Linked DNA regions of Columba livia: region 2 is linked to region 1. Evidence: chromatin contacts called from public Hi-C data. All regions are on one chromosome and are shown on one strand. Each heading gives the region's core, a stretch centred on a gene start, on an enhancer-like site or on the middle of the called end of the contact. The rest is flanking DNA. Distances are from core to core; before and after follow the strand shown. Region 1 holds the start of SERINC2 (serine incorporator 2). Region 2 overlaps HIVEP3 (HIVEP zinc finger 3).

Region 1 (2,700 bases), core at 48-2,547:
AGAACCTCCCCATCCCCGCTCTGGAGTAACTCCCAGGTTTTCTGATACCTGCCCATAAGGAAAAGCATCGGATGCATGCTGCAGACAGAGGCCTTGCAGGCTGCCCTCCGTCTGATCTTATGTTTCAAAAGCTCCTGGTCGTTAAACCTCCAGAACTTTGAGGTCAGGTTGTGAAACCGGCCCCGTTCCCAGGCTGGTGGCTCCCGGGTCGGTGTTGCCGCCCTGCCTGGCCCTGTGCCCACAGGTGAGGCAATGCCAGGGGCGGCAGCACCGGCCGTGGGCAGCTGCTGCGTCACCGGGCACAGCACCCTCGATCCTGCACCCCACGTCACTGGGCACAGCACCCCAAATCCAGCACTCCACGTCACTGGGCACAGCACCCCGAATCACACACCCTGCACCCGCCCTGGGCCATGGCACCCACACACAACAGCTCCACCTGTCCCGGCTCCTTCTTCTTATTCCATCCCCAGCCTCCTGCTTTGGGGCTCAGCAGCGAGAACCAGGCAGGACCCCCAGCCCCTCAGCATCGCATGGGTGCAGCAGCACTGGATCCCCCAGTATATAAGAGCAGGGGGGCCAGGACCACCGACTTCCCCAGGGCCAGCAGGGCATCACCCCTCCAGCTGCCCAGATCCCCCAGGTTCACTGGGGCACAGCATCCCAGGCACCCTCAGACTCCATGTTCCCCTCAACCATGACATTCATGAGCCTCAGAATTATCTGGGGTGAACCCCCTGGGTCTCCCCTGGATATCCCCGGGAGCTGTGGGATGCCCTGCTCCGGGTGTCCTTCACATCCCCCCAAACACAGAGGGATGCATCGATACAGGGGTCCCCTGCATCCCCCTGGGGTTCCCCGCATCCCCCCGGGGGTCCCCTGCACCCCTCCGCCTTTCCCTTGGAACTCCCGGCATCTCCTCCGCCCCCGCAGGGGTACCGGGCACATCCCCGGGGCACATTCTCGGGGCACATCCCTCAGACCTCCCTGGGCCTCCCCTGCACCTCCCACCCGGATCCACAGCAGCACCGACTCCCCCGCCCCGGGGCCGCGCCCGCCGCTGCGGTGCCGGGATCGGCCGCAGCCCCGTTACCCCCCCGTTCCCCTCCCGCTCCCGTCCCGCCGCCCCCGCCGGGCACTCACGCAGCTGAGCAGGGAGCAGACGCCCAGACAGGCCCCCATGGTGCGGCCGCCGCTCCGCACTCGCTCCGCGCTCCCTCCGCGGCCGCGCTGGCTCCGCCCGGCCCGGCCCCGCGGCTCCCGCTCGGGGCGGGCGCTGCCGCCTCCCCCGGGGCGGCCCCTGCGGCGGCGGGGCGGGGCCCTGCGGACAGCCGGGAATCCCCGGCATCCCCCCGTGGCCCTCGGAGCGGGGAAGTGGCTGCTCGGATCCCCCCGGCACCGTTCAGCGCCGAGGGGACCGCACCGACAGCGGGAGCCCGGCCCGGAGCGGGGGCTCTGGGGTGCCCCGGGGCTGGGGTGCCGCCCAGGCACCCACCGCGGGAAGGGGTTGGCTCCTCGGAAGGCAGCTCAGGGTCCCGAGGCATGTTTTGAGTGTGTTCACTGTGAACTGGGTCCCCTTGGAAAGGCTGGGTCAGGTCCCCACCAAATGTCCCCAGAGCAGCTGTGGGGGCCTGGGGTCAGCTGGCACCTGGATCCAACTGAGAAGTTAATGAAGCCCTGTGATTTTTCATCGATACAGCTCGTGCAGGTAGATATGGCCTTGCTGAGGGCTGCTGATGGGGTCAGCAACAGCATTTGAGTCCCAGAAAGAGCAGAGTGCTGGGTTGCTCCTGGCCATCAAGTCCTACAAGTCTGGTGCACCGCTCTGCTCCAACACACATAGCAGCTCCAGTACACCACTCAGCTCCAGTACACAACCCAGCTCCAGTACATCACCATCCAGCTCTTCCTTGCTCCAGCCTTTCCCCACAGTCTCTGGCGCCTGGGATTCCTGAAAGTTGCTCTTGCAAGTAAAGAAGCAAAGGTAGCATTCAGTTCTTTAGGCTTTCCTGTGTCTTGTGGCACTGGGTCCCCCATCTCATGGAGCAATGTGCCCATATTTTTCGTCGTCATCCTTTTGTCATCTATGTACTTATGACAGCTCTCCTTGCTGTCACCTCCCAGCTCCAGCAGACCCCCCAGCTCCAGCAGACCACCCAGCTCCAGCAGACACCGGCTCCAGCGCAGCTTCCATCTCCAGCACATCTACCAGGCTGAATGAACTCCCCCTGTGGGACCAGACCCCGGGTGAGGGGGGACAAGGGACACACGGTGCCAAGGGTGGGAGCTGGAGCTGGGCGGGCAGCGGGTTTCCCTGCCTGGCCGGTGTCTGGCACGTCCACCCGGAACAGCGAGTGCTGTCCTGCTGCTGGCGTGTGTAATTCAGGGGCTGAGATAAACTGGGATGTGCTAGCCCACATCCAGACCCTAAATTTAGACAGCGGGGAATGTATGTGACTATGCAGCAGCAGGCAGGATTTGGGGGCCACAGGGCTGAGGCAGGCGGTAGACAATGTGTCCCCTGTGTCCTTGAGGCTGAGGAGGGTGTCACACTTCTTGCTTCAGAGATAAAGCTCCGGGGTTTGGCTTCTGTTGGCACAAATTAAAAGGAAAAGCTTTACTGTGTGGGCTCCCAGAAGCTGCCGGCTGGTTGCACCCTGCAACAGGACAGGTCAGTGCCCATAAACTGCTCACTGATGT
Region 2 (2,700 bases), core at 12-2,511, 220 kb before region 1:
GCTTTTACTGTCTGCCTGTGGAAAGCTTTGCACAGGGATGCTTTGTTAATAAGGGCTTGTAAACAGTGAGGAGTGTACAACAAGCAAATTCTAAAGGATTTGCAATATATCTGCAGGTAAATATACCGCATCTCTACTCTACTTTAAGGGCCAGCGGAGGCTTTGTGAGACCAGCACCAAGCTCCAAGCAGATCGCGCTGGCTCACCCGCTGCCGGGTCTGCACAGGAAAACCTGCCTTTCCGCGCCAGATGTGCACAGCTGCGAGCTCAGCCTGCAGAGGCCCATCGGGAGCAGCCACTGGATGTCACTGCAGCTCAACGCAACCACGCCGCCAGGCTCCCCTGCCAGTCCCCGTCGCTCTGCACACGCTAATAAACCACCAGTTTTTCCAATCTCTGTTTGTGCCAAGCACCAAGACAACGGGTGCAGAGCTGCTGGGATGCGCGTGGTCCCCAGCTTTGGGAGGGATGCTGCTCTGACACCTGCACTGAACAGGGTGATTAATTGTGGCACTGCTGGCCTCTTTTCACTGTCAGTTCAGCCTAGGACACGGTTTCTCCTCCGGTGAACACTGAAACGGTTTTCCATTCAGAGCTGCCATCTGTCAGCAGGACGAGCCGGAGGGGAAATGAGACGGAGTGAGTGCTGAGGCTGGAGCAGACCTGCCTGCAGCGGGCAGGGCGGCTGCCACCAGCGGCCACGGCCACACAGTGAGAAGTCACTGTGATCTATGCATAAAAAAACCTTCATTTTGTTTACTTGGAATAACAGGGCCTTACTAGTAAAAGCTCATGAAATACTTGGCATCACCAGTGAAATAAATAAGACGTGTATTCTACCAGGGCTGCTGATCCATCCAAGGCTCGGCCTGAAATGCACCTCATTTGCTCCCCACCACATTTCAGAAGTATCCGGTCCATAAAACGAGACCTACCGCAGAACTCACGCGGCATCGGGTCCAAGTCAGCGGCTCTTCAGCGAGAGGCTGACTCGCATTGTGACTGTCCGTATAATCACGGTGTTTGCTGGACACAGGATCCAGCGGCGGGTTTGCAAACTCCCAAAGGGACTGAATTCAGAACACATATTATTCCAAACGACCGGTTTTCCCGGCTGTAGGGCGAACGGTGCATATTTCTTGCTTGGAAAAGGAATGCATTGTGCTGGCAGAGCTAAGGGCTGGTCCCCATCTCTGGTTTTGTGGTTCGGTATCTATGGGCTCGGGGATGCACAGGCAGCTGCAGCCTCAGCCCGGCTCGAGGAGCCGTGTCCGCTGTGGTCTCTGCCGGGTCCCAGTCACCCAGCGGACAGGACAGGGAGCAAGGTCAGAAACAGGGAGTGAGGGAAACGCGAAGCCAGCTCCGCGCTGGGACGTGTTTGCATTTGCCACGGAGGGAAACATGTGAGTGAGTGCCGGGACAGCCCAAGGGGAGTTTGCTTTGGCCTCGGGACAGGCAGAGAGAGCTCAGAGCCGAGCCCTGGCTCCCCGCGCCAAAACACATTCTGCTGAGCTAACGGGCAGAGAAAGAGCAAGTCAGGAGAAGGGAGAGGAGGAGGAGGAGGGAGAGGAGGAGGAGGAGGGAGAGGAGGAGGAGGAGGGAGAGGAGGAGGAGGGAGAGGAGGAGGAGGGAGAGGAGGAGGGAGAGCTGGGAGAAGGACGGGAGAGGCAGCCAGGGAAAACACGCCTTGTCGGCTTTGGCCGAGGGCTGCATTTCATTACACGTGTGTTATTCTGAGGTTGTTCTACCAAACCGGTGCAATCCCACCAAGCAAAACCAACGCAGGAGCGAGGAATTAGACTCCAATCTCCTTTTATAGTAACACTCCTTACTTTCTCCTGCCCCTTAAATAGAAATAAAAACAATCGAGTGAAATATAACTCTTGTTTAAAATAATCCAGGGAGTTTTAGGCGCTGCGGCTCCCTCCCTGCCTGCCCCAAAGGAAGCACGGCTATCTTCCCGTGCTGGCTTGTGGCACATGGAAATAGCCACTTTATAGTTTTTAAATTAAAATAGTCCTTGCTAGGGTCTGTTCTGAGCCCCTTTGCAAAGAGAGAAGACACTGTGGTTACACAGGCTCTTTGCAGCCCACTATGAGAACACGGGATGCCCGACAGAGCTGTGAGCTCTTGATTTCTCATGCCCCTTTCTGTTATCTTTATGTTATTTTCTCATCCATCCAAATAGCACCCAACCACTATAGTAGAAAATAGGATTTTCTGGCCATCTTCTTGGCTGCTTTATTTAGTATTGGCATTTATGAGCAATGGGCCTCCTTACTCATGAGGCAGAACATATGAAATCGCAGCCGAAGTCCAGTGTTAACTTCAACCGGATGGAAAAGAAGCTGAAAGAAAATAAAGGAAACATCCTGCGATACCACGGCTCCCCGCTTTCACCTTCCTGCATTCCTTCCTGGCAGACCGTCCCCTTTACACAAACACGAACGCTCTTCATCCATAGCAGGAAATGGGGACTGTATGTTTTTTGTAATTCTAAAATTACACGGATTGCTTGCATAATGCGATGAGGGTCAGACAGCACAGCTCATTCCAGCGAGCAGCCAATGGCAACCAGGGCAGAGGAGTCCCCTCTGCAAGCGGGTGGGTTCGGGTCCTCTGCAGGCCAGGGAGGACCTTTCCTTGCTGGGCTCAGCACGTGTCCAACCACCCTCTGGTCGGACACAAGCAGCCATGGAT

Evidence for each region. A called contact is a pair of places that touch in the nucleus more often than the background predicts.
Region 2: a contact with region 1 is called in a Hi-C map of liver, with 6 times the contacts expected there. The contact joins the enhancer-like site here to the promoter of SERINC2 in region 1. A contact is called at or near these places in 2 of 2 Hi-C or Micro-C datasets (crop and liver).

What each region holds. Positions count from the first base shown.
Region 1 is chr26:1,031,927-1,034,626 of bColLiv1.pat.W.v2, reverse strand. It overlaps SERINC2 (serine incorporator 2), which reads right to left and starts at 1,297. Exons shown (of 10, transcript XM_065041357.1): 1 at 1,144-1,297. The coding sequence starts at 1,182. It overlaps LOC135576410 (a long non-coding RNA gene), which reads left to right and starts at 2,464. Exons shown (of 3, transcript XR_010468123.1): 1 at 2,464-2,671.
Region 2 is chr26:1,255,187-1,257,886 of bColLiv1.pat.W.v2, reverse strand. The region is part of intron 8 of HIVEP3 (HIVEP zinc finger 3); the gene reads right to left. Among named protein-coding and RNA genes, the nearest start is that of EDN2, 37 kb to the left of the region's middle. Within about 2 kb of position 1,261, at least 1 of the 3 cell types and tissues checked has an H3K27ac peak away from gene starts, as active enhancers do.